3 separate regions of the Mus musculus genome follow, and all the other regions are linked to region 2. Evidence: chromatin contacts called from public Hi-C and promoter capture Hi-C data. All regions are on one chromosome and are shown on one strand. Each heading gives the region's core, a stretch centred on a gene start, on an enhancer-like site or on the middle of the called end of the contact. The rest is flanking DNA. Distances are from core to core; before and after follow the strand shown.

What was found. Promoter capture Hi-C pulls out the DNA fragments that hold promoters and counts their contacts. Hi-C and Micro-C count contacts between places; a contact is called where the count stands out from the background.
Region 1: a contact with region 2 is called in a Hi-C map of cortical neurons, with 2.1 times the contacts expected there. The contact joins the enhancer-like site here to the promoter of Fam124a in region 2. A contact is called at or near these places in 3 of 39 promoter capture datasets (cranial neural crest, embryonic stem cells and hippocampal neurons), 1 of 484 Hi-C or Micro-C datasets (cortical neurons), 1 of 115 datasets of contacts at active chromatin or transcription factors (astrocytes) and 2 of 9 other capture datasets (adipose tissue and embryonic stem cells).
Region 3: a promoter capture Hi-C map of hippocampal neurons shows a contact between it and region 2, with 3 times the contacts expected there. The contact joins the promoter of Mipepos here to the promoter of Fam124a in region 2. A contact is called at or near these places in 1 of 39 promoter capture datasets (hippocampal neurons) and 1 of 115 datasets of contacts at active chromatin or transcription factors (astrocytes).

Annotation. Positions count from the first base shown.
Region 1 is chr14:61,345,446-61,348,993 of GRCm38.p6, reverse strand. Ebpl (emopamil binding protein-like) reads left to right here. Exons shown (of 4, transcript NM_026598.3): 2 at 1,553-1,622. Among named protein-coding and RNA genes, the nearest start is that of Gm25716, 4.2 kb to the right of the region's middle. Within about 2 kb of position 1,498, at least 12 of the 459 cell types and tissues checked have an H3K27ac peak or open chromatin away from gene starts, as enhancers often do. A contact at or near this core is called in cortical neurons, where this site is marked.
Region 2 is chr14:62,554,143-62,557,442 of GRCm38.p6, reverse strand. It overlaps Fam124a (family with sequence similarity 124, member A), which reads right to left and starts at 1,706. Exons shown (of 4, transcript NM_001243857.1): 1 at 1,529-1,706. The coding sequence starts at 1,590.
Region 3 is chr14:60,782,657-60,786,115 of GRCm38.p6, reverse strand. It overlaps Mipepos (a long non-coding RNA gene), which reads left to right and starts at 1,567. Exons shown (of 3, transcript XR_001781278.2): 1 at 1,567-1,643; 2 at 1,755-2,102. Mipep (mitochondrial intermediate peptidase) reads right to left here and starts at 1,550. Exons shown (of 19, transcript NM_027436.3): 1 at 1,246-1,550. The coding sequence starts at 1,428.

The sequences.
Region 1 (3,548 bases), core at 249-2,748, 1.2 Mb after region 2:
GAGCAAACTAATGCAGCCTGATAAGTAGGGAAGGACCTTCCACCTATAACTTGAGCACTCAGTGACACACAGCTGGATCAGCAAAGAAAAACCACCTGTCGTCCACCTCCGTGAACACTGCTGCTCCAAGCACAGTGGCAATGGCTTTTGAGTGGCCTTTCTGAGTTTAGAATCTGGATCCAGGATGAGAATGTAATCTGTGTGCATCGTCGTCTGTGTTAGCAAGCAAAATGGGCAGAAGTTGGCCGTGGGAAGCCTGGACGAGAGTATGGGAACATGGGGATTGAGGGGTTCTTGTGCTCTTAGAAGGGCCTACACTACACAGATGAATGGGTGGGCAGACGCTTCCAGTTTATTACTGAAGTCACACATTTGGTTAATTAATGAAAGAGTGCTATACCTATGTCTAATAAATGATTTTTTTCAACAACTGGCATTAGAAAATCAGAGATGTGTTCTTATATAGGAAAAAAAAAAGTGACGTTTCTGCACAAGAAGAGCTCCATTGTTGTATGAAATAGAGTAAGCCCAGCTGGGTGTGGTGGTGCACGCCTTTAATCCCAGCACTCGGGAGGCAGAGGCAGGTGGATTTCTGAGTTTGAGGCCAGCCTGGTCTACAAAGTGAGTTCCAGGACAGCCAGGGCTATACAGAGAAACCCTGTCTCGAAAAACCAAAAAAAAAAAAAAAAAAATATATATATATATATATATATGTATATATATATATAGAGAGAGAGAGAGAGAGAGAGAGAGTAAGCCCAGATTTACTGCTGGGAGAACTAAGATGGGGTATGCATGAGAAACGTTACCGTGTGAACAGGGTGAAGAAGTAGGTAGCTCCAGAAGTGATGAAACAGGGACCGAAAGAAGGTAGAGGGGATGCAGAGAGCTTAAATGTCTTATGAGGAAAAGCTATCAACCCGCAGTAAAAATTGTCAAGAGAACCAACATCCCATCAGATACACCAGTGCGTTCTAGCTGTTTGGTTTCTGGAAACTTGGGCAAAGAATCACTTCCATGATAAGGGAGTACTGAGATGCCTGCAGACATGTTGACCGCTAAATGTCAAAAGAAAGCCTGTACACGTTTTAAGGCCTCCCTAAATTTGCCCTTACGCAGCATAGGAAGGGCCTCAACTCTGCCAGAGACATTTGCTGGCCACATGTGTTTTATTTTTAAGGTTAAAAGAATAAACTGCTAGGAGATCCTTCTCCAAGATTTAAGATTTTTAGAATAACCTAGAACTGCTTTTTTTTTCTGTATAATAGTCAAGCACTCTCTGTGTAAAATTTTGACTTGTTTTTCCTACATAAGAACATAACTCTCATTTTATAATGCTAGTCATTATAAAGTACATTTATTATAAGGTATGGATATGTTCATTTCCCGATCTGGGTAGCCTCCAGAAATGATGTGGTCCTCCAGGATGCTGGCCAAACTGTGGACAGCTTACAGAGGGGAGGAGGGCCTACTGCCATGCTTTGCTGGGTCTGCTGTGCCACCCTGTGGTGGCGAGACTAAACAGAGCCTGTCTCCCTTTTCTTCTCTCTAGGAAGGCGCTTTTGTCTACTTGTCTATAGTAGGAAATGTTGCAGATTCCCAAGGCTTGATTGCATCTTTATGTAAGTAATTAAAAACATTTGCATTTGAAATGTCTGAGGAAATTAATGGCAAGAATGGCTGTCAATTAACCGAATGTCTGCATCACATATTGTGTGATTCCATTTACACGTCCTGTCCAGAAGAGGTGAATCTTTAGAGACGGATAACAAATTAGTGGTTGCTTGGGACTGGGGATGAGAGTAGGGATGAGGGGGACAGCGGATGACTGCTGGTGGGCGTGGCTTTCTCTTTGAAATGTTCTCCCTTAGATTGTGTCTATTCAAATCTGTGAATGTTCTAAAATTGGGATTGTATGCCTTGTGAATTACATCTCGGCAAAGCTATATATTAAGCAGTGTGTATACAGCTGGGTGTGGCTCAGTGGCAAAGTACTTGCCTGACATGTGTGGACCCCAGTGCAACACTGTAAAACAAAGAAGATCGAAAGGCCTGCAGTGTTTAAACTAGGTGCTTTCCCTATAGATTGTCTATATAAATTTACTTTTAAGAAAGTTGTTCTTGCCAGGCAGTGGTGGCTCATGCCTTTAATCCCAGCACTTGGGAAGCAAGAGGCGGGCGGATTTCTGAGTTCGAGGCCAGCCTGGTCTACAGAGTGAGTTCCAGGACAGCCAGGGCTATACAGAGAAACCCTGTTTTGAAAAACAAACAAAAAACAAACAACCCCCCCCCAAAAGAAGAAGAAGAAAGAAATCAATTCTTATTCGGTATCCTCAGAGGCCAGACGACGGCATCAGCTCTGCTGGAGTTGAATTACAGGTAGTGTGAGATGCCCGTGTGGAGCTGCCCGGTGTGGATGCTGGGAGCTGAACTCAGGTCTGAGAAAAGCACATACACTCTTAACTGCTGAGCCATTTCTCCGGCCCACAGTTTACTTTTGATTGTATGCTTATACCTGTCTTCTTCTAGATAATTCTCCAAAAGTCCTCCTGCCCTGTAGAGCTGTCAAGTAGTTTCCCCGTTTTCTTAACACTCAATGTAAATCAACCAACATTTACTCAACTAATACTGACTTCCCAGTGTGTTCTGTACCGATACGGTTAAGTCAGTGAGCCAGACACCAGCATCTCTGTTACTTGCCTTCAGGTTTGCCATCTGCAGTTCTGCACTGTGTGCTGTGTGTCTTTCTTTTTCCTTATTTTATTATTTTACTCTGCTTTTATTTTATCTTGATTTATTTATAGAGTGTCTAGGTGTGTGGTATATACAAGTATATGTGGGTGTGTGTTTTATGTTCTTATTTTATTTCTTTTGTGATTTTAATTTTTATTTATTTATTCTCTGTGTGTGTGCATGCATGCGTGTGCATGTGTGCGTGCCCATGAAGGACAGGGGACATGTTTTGTGAGTTGGTTCTCTCCTTCCAACACATGGTCCCCTGGAATCAGACTAAGGTTGCCTGCCAGACTTGGTGACAGGGGCCCTTAAAGGCTGAGCCATCTCACCAGTCCTAATTTATGATTTTATTTTATTATCTTATCTTTTAGTACTGAGGATGGAGCTTCCTGATCGATTGTGTTGTTAAGTGTGTTCTGAGTTCCTGATCGCTTGTGTTGTTAAGTGTGTTCTGAGTTCCTGATCGCTTGTGTTGTTAAGTGTGTTCTGAGTTCCTGATCGCTTGTGTTGTTAAGTGTGTTCTGAGTTCCTGATCGCTTGTGTTGTTAAGTGTGTTCTGAGTTCCTGATCGCTTGTGTTGTTAAGTGTGTTCTGAGTTCCTGATCGCTTGTGTTGTTAAGTGTGTTCTGAGTTCCTGATCGCTTGTGTTGTTAAGTGTGTTCTGAGTTCCTGATCGCTTGTGTTGTTAAGTGTGTTCTGAGTTCCTGATCGATTGTGTTGTTAAGTGTGTTCTGAGTTCCTGATCTCTTGTGTTGTTAAGTGTGTTCTGAGTTCCTGATCGATTGTGTTGTTAAGTGTGTTCTGAGTTCCTG
Region 2 (3,300 bases), core at 457-2,956:
ATAATAAGAGTTCTTTGAACAATGTCCTGTTACAGCAACACTCTTTAATGACAAGTAGGAACTAGAAGCACGGGTGTCCCCATATTAACTAGCTCATCCCAAGTGTCCTGGTAGTCATACTAGTCTGGCTTTTAGGGTGAAGACACCCCTCAAAGACAGCGCTACTTCCTCTTCTCCAAGGCAAGACCCTTGGGCAAACATCTGCTTTAGGTAAGCCCTTCAAGTTGAAAATTAGTGGGACAGTGACTGCTTCATGCCAACTATAACACAGCAGGCAATATTTGCTTTGTTTCTTCTATTCATGGTTCAACTAACCATGGGGGAGGGGAGAAGAGCCAAAGATGGTCAACTAAAGTTGATACATAATGGCAGTGTGAGTTAGTGAAAGAATCCTTGTCTATTGTACTTAGGTTGGAACTCCAGCACCAAAATATCAGGAAATAAACTAAGTTGACAACTGTACACCAACAGAATTGAAGCAAAAGCAATGGTGGGCAGGGGTGGGGACATCAAATCAAGTTACTCCTCTGTCACGGTTACCATGGTTGGGTAACAAGAGAAAGCCTGCTGTGTAGGGAAGAATGACAGTCCAGATTTAGGGTTGGGCTGGTGGAGAAGGCTGCAAGGAGGGGTGGGGTTGGGAGGCAGGACGAGCTTGAGGGACGCTTTCGTGGGTTAGGTCAGAACATAGGTCCATTCTGGAACTGGCCTCCCTCCCTGTTCTCAGTAGATTGCCAAATCCTAATATTAGTTTGAAACCTCTCCACCTTCCAGGAATTCCGAGGTCTTCTGTAGCCTGGGTAGCCCCTGACCTCTAGCAGGACTTCTCTAGATAGGAAAAGACACACGTTCCTACTGGGGTAGCACTTGTATCCTGGCTGTGGTGCTGACTGTGCACAGGAAAATCCTCTAGATATGGGCTGGGTGGAGACCATCACGGGACATTGGTTTCTGAAAATGCATTCCGTCTTTTGTCCTACTCAGGAAAACTGCTGTTGGGAGAGGACTAATTAGCCTCCAAAGGTTGGAGCTAATTACTGAGTCCATTGAAGCACACAAGACCCCATCACAGCATCCTGTGGGTACTCCAGGCTGGCGGGGTGGAGAGGCCGCTCAGCAGCACAGTATAAGTGAGATATGAAGTCCTCCTAGCCGGCTTCGGAGTCTTTTTCCTGTGCTGGTGTCCCACCCTCTCCACCTGCTTTCCTCCTCAGCAGCCTGGGGCTCCAAAGCTATCAGAGTTGCCTGGCTGGAACAAGTGCAGGCGCATCTCTAGGTGAAGGGGGATAGTGGCTGAACCTGGCACCGTGGGGCCACAGGGCTGCGAGGAACGACGCTGAACCTCGGGTCCCATCACCTAGCAGCCCGGGGTGGGGTTCTTCTCGCCCCTTCCCACCCTGACCCAGGCAACCACAGACCATGCCGCTGGCTCGCAGATACTGCACCCCAACCCCAGGACTGCCTCCCCAGCTCGGGCTCCCGAGCGCAAGTACTGAGCTCCCGCCCCGCCCGGCTGGGCTCAGCTCACCCTCCGGTCTCGGCGCCAGAGTCCACGCAGTCCTCTTCCTCACCGCCCGCCTTCGGGTTCATGGCGCGCGTGCCGTCCGCGCTCCCTCGGCCCCGGGGACCCTCCGAGAGCCTCGTCTCCGGCCTCCGCAACAACCCGGCCCCGCGAGGAAGCCGCTCGCCGCGCCCTCTCGCGGCCGCGCCCTCCCCGCCCTCCGCTCGGCGCTGCGCGGGCGCGCCGGGTGCCACCAGGCGAGGATCCGAGCGGGTGCACGGGATGCGCGCGTGTGCACGAGCGCGAGCGTGAGTGCGGGAGGTGCCGGGGGATGGACTCTCTCCATGAGCGAGGAGTGCAGTGGGCGTGGAGTGCAGTGGGCGTGCAGTATTTATCTTGCAACCCGCCTGGTGCATGCCAGCGCTGTGCGTTCTATAGTGACTGGTGCGGGCCCCATGTATGGAGTCTAGTAGCAAAGCTGCCCTCCCCTGGGTCCACAGTAAAGAGTCTGGAGTCCCCGGGCTTGCCCAGAGATTTTTTTCAGCCCCATTCTGCGAGCAGTACTGGGAAACACCCACCAGCGCAACCAGGGCAGAGTGTGATATCGCCATTTGAGGACCAGTTAAAACACGTGGGTGTTTCTCAGAACTGCAGACGTTGAATTCATTATCGCCTTGCTCACTGACCCAACTTGCTAGAGAATGTATTCTTTTGTTATCTATCTTAAAATAACACGAAGAGTCCTGGGTGTGCTTCCATTCAAAGGGGTCTGGCAGCAAGAGGGTGATGGACATTGACGTTGTTAAACCCAGCCATCCCTTAGGATGGGTTAATAATTGAAGTAGCAGGAAGTCATTTTTCCACTCTAGCCAGTGAGGCAACTTGGGAGCGGCGGCGGTGGTGGGGTAAGAACAACTTAGACTTAATTCTGGTGGTGTTGTCATTAGAAGCAGTGGAAGGCACTTAAGTGTATGTCGTATTCGCTTTTGTAGGGTAGTGCTGAAGACGCAACCTTGAGCATGTTCTGCCAACCAGCTATGACCCTGTCATCTTTTCTTTTCAGACAAGTTATTTAACCTCCTGGAGCCTTAATTTTTTCGCATATTGGGCTACTGCTATCTTCTCTGTCTGTTGTGAGTTACAAGAGATCACGTCTGTGATCGTCCCTGAACCTCCATTTTGAGTTACAAGAGATCATGTCTGTAAAACAGTTTGCGTGTGAGTTCTGCTACATGCCAAGTACTGGTTACGGGAGCTGTCAGTGTCCCAGGTGAAGGCTAGCTACCTGCATGCCCTCTCAACTGGCACAGCGGTGTCACTTCTGTGTGACAAGCTGTGAAGAACAATCCTCTTCCTTCCTTCCTTCCTTCCTTCCTTCCTTCCTTCCTTCCTTCCTTCCTTCCTTCCTTCCCTCCCTCCCTCCCTCCCTCCCTCCCTCCCTCCCTCTCTCTCTCTCTCTCCCTCTCTCTCTCCTGCTCTTCCCACTTTACATATTTGTCATTGCTTTCGGACTCTAATTTTAAACACATTACACAAAAGAGAAGGGCAGTAGACAAAAGCAGAGTAGAAATGCAGTATCGATCAGGAAAAAAAAATATCGGTAAGTGTGCCTATGCCAAATCTGAATAGCCTTCCCTAAACCTTAAATTCTTTCCCCCAAACAAGCAAAAATGGATGTGTTATATTCAGTTTGGTGCTCATTAGCTTAAACAAAGGAATAGTTCTTTAAGGAAGATTTAAGCCGATTTACCGTGTTGTGGTTTTGAATCTAAAAACGTCATCTGAAGCTTGGTGGGCAG
Region 3 (3,459 bases), core at 318-2,817, 1.8 Mb after region 2:
TGTTTGTGGCATGCAACTATAATCCCAGCAGTCCTCCTACATCAAGATAGAAACAAGAAAACAGCCCAGAAGCTCAAGAACCAAATAGGAGCAGGAACGATAACCTGAGTATTCAGTCCAATAGCAAAACCAAGAGAGACTCCACCTCCAAAAGGTTGAAGGTTACAGATCCGGAAAGGCTGTCCTCTGGCCTGCGCCTTCCAGACCTGCATGCATTCACACACACACACACACACACACACACACACACTAAACAATGGTTTAAAATACAGGTGAAATCAGTTCTATTTCATCCACCCAAAACCAAGCTTATCTTTCTGCTAAAAGGCACTTCCAACACCAACTCCACTAATACCAGCATCATCGACCTTTATGGGTTTTGGAGGAAAATTTATATAATAAGAAAGAACTTTCAAATAGACAAAGTTAAACACAGAGATATGCCATGAAGTACAATGAAGCTATATCCCAGACTTGTCTTTAGAAAGCTGCCCAACAGTGAAAAGATAAAAAAATAAAAAAACACTTTTAGAACCCACCTGGGGGTTCATATATCAGATGTTTATAATTCATAACAGTAGCACAATTAGTTGTGAAATAGCAACAAAATAATCTTATGGTTTGAGGTCACCGCATCGGGAGGAACTGTATTAAAGAGTCACAGCATTAGAAGGGTTGAAAAATCATTGTTTTAGGACAAAAATCTTTCCTCAGTCTTCCTGCCTTTTCCTCATTCATTATCAAGTGTCCAACACCACCAAGGGCAGAGTAGAAATAGCCAAGCAATTCTGATGACTTCGTAGGCTATGCAATAAACTACAAAGCACGACAGGAAATCTGATTTTTCTCAGTAGGGTTCTGTAGGTGCTTTCTGTTTTACCGCCGGTTCTTAAGCAACTCAGGCTAGTCTCAAAGTCAGTTCGGAGCCCAAAGGACTGTCTTTTGTACCCTCTTGCCTCTACCTATCAAGACTGTCTTACAAGAGCCACTATGCCTAGTTTAACAGGTTGTTTCAGAGCAGCCTGAAGTGGACAATTAAGGTGTGATGGAGTTTTCAAAGCAAGAGTGTCGTTACAAAGCCAAGGGCAAATGTGAACTCTGAAGCCAGAAGGAAAAGAATGGAGCTTGAGTAGAGGAAAGGCTGAGTTGCCGCTGGGTCAGCCGCTCCGGGGTGCGCTTATCCCGGCACAGTCCCTTTTCAGCCAGACGCGGAGCCCGCGCTGCCCAGACCCACGGCACGCTCACCCGGCGCTCCCCCAACAGGTTCCATAGGTGGCTCTGGGGCTTGACGTTGAAGGCGGCGCCCACCGGGGACCAGCTAGTACTGACGTCCCGGGCGCAGCTCCGGCCTGTGCGTCCCTGCAGAGCCGCCGCGGCTCCCCGGCCGCACAGCCGGCGGGCGTACCGTGCCCCGGCCGCCAGCAGCATCCTCCGGACCCCGGCTCTGCCAGGCTCGGGAAGCGCGCGCCCCGCGTTTCCAAGGCAGCAGCCCACGCCGCGGAACTCGCAGGGCAGACCCGGACTTGAGCACGCTAACAATCGTTAGGAAGAGCGTCGCCCTCCACGCCTTCTGAGCAGCTCCAGTTTCGTAGCGCCCTCGTGTGTCTGGAGGAAGAAACGTCCTGGATTTGAGTTTGACAGTGGTACTAGGGCACAGGGAGAAGGAAGTCGGGTCAGGCATTGGAACTTTTTACAGGTGCCAGGAATGAATGTGAGAACTCAAGATGCTTTCTTGATGCTTTCTTGATTCTCAGAGGAGACTCAATGGCGGCGCGTGAAAGGATCCAGAAGAAACCACAAGCAGTCGAAATCCAAGGCACCTGTCTTCTCCAAAAGTTGTTGAAGTCACTTCCATGTCTGCATGCCCACCAGCTATGGTTGTGTATAGCCATGTGAATTAACTATTGGAGAATTATCATCTATTTTGACTTTGGAAACTATTGATACGGTCTAAGGGTTTTGGAATGATATAGTCTAGGAGTCTTGGTCAGGTTTGTTGTTTCTGCCAGCCGAAGAATTAAAAGGCAGGAAAAATCTGAAGACCAGCATGGAGCAGCAGAGAAATCTTAAGCATCGTGGACAGAATTAGGAGTAGAAGGAAGGTGAGTGAGGTGTGTGTTTCCTGCAACAGGCACACAGAAAAAGACTCTCTGCAAAGGGGACTCAGAAAGCTGGAGAGAGAGAAAAAGAGGGAGAGAGAGAGAGAGAGACTCCTCTCAGGGGCTGGGTTTATTATTATTATTATTATTATTATTATTATTATTATTATTTTAAGCCTCTGCAGAGCCTTCTGCTCCTAATTTAGGGCTGGAGAGTTTGAAGAAATCTAGGGTGGTTGGTTGGCCCAGAACTGTTGTGTGACATGTCCTGACCCAGTCTTGACTTCATTGAGCAGGTCCATCAGCAATGGGGTCTGGTGGTGGGAGAGGAAAACGGTAGGTTGAGGAAGAAGCTGGGCATCTTGGAGATTCACCACCATCATCACCTAGCCATGGTCCCCCCCCCCCTTTCTCTCTGCCTGCCCACCAGGGAGTCGATCTAACTCCCAGTGTCTCATCACGATAGTCTAAAATCTAAATCAGTACAGACAGGACTAATGTGAAATGTCCTACTGCGAAAATGAAAGGAAGGCAGAGGCTGGGAGGGAGGGCATTGGGAAATTGTGGTCGAGTGCCCGGGAAAGTAGAAATGACAGTGCAGACTTGGGAAAGCTTGGGGAAGTCTTTCTACACCCCTAGCCTTCTCCAGAGGAAGGACAGCCACACCACCGTGGTTCAGGGTGTAGGGTCCTGCCGGAAGCAGAGCTTTCTTTTGAAGGTGCAGTCATCTCTCCTGCAGAAGGTGACGTGAGGGGTGGCAGTCATATCTGCTTTATAGACCTTGGTAGGGGAGAAATGAACATTTTGAAGGTTTTGTGTGTGTTTGACTGGTTTGCAGACAGGCTCTCACTCCGTGTTCCAGGCTGTAACTCACCATGTATCCCAGTCTGAGCTCAAACTGGCAGTCTTGCCTCAGCATCCTCCTGGGTGCTGGGATTCCAGGCAGGAGCCACCATGCCTAGAAGGAAGGGTTTCATTATGAGAAATTCGATTTTTCCTTGAGAGATTGTTCTGGGTAGAAGGGGGGGGGCAGTAGACAGAAAAGGGACTGTGGTATCCCAGCCTTTGGGAGGTGGGGTTGAGAGGACACAGAGAGAGAGGCGGGGGGGGGGGGGGGGGGGGAGGGAGGGAAAAAAAAAAAAAGGCGGGGGAGGGAAAAAGGCGGGGGAGGGAGGGAAAAAGGTGGGGGAGGGAGGGAGAGAGGCGGGGGAGGGAGGGAGAGAGGCGGGGGAGGGAGGGAGAGAGGCGGGGGAGGGAGGGAGAGAGGCGGGGGAGGGAGGGAGAGAGGCGGGGGAGGGAGGGAGAGAGGACACAGGAGTAGCTTAGAGTGGTGATAGCATGAGTTCCCCTCACAGTGGGG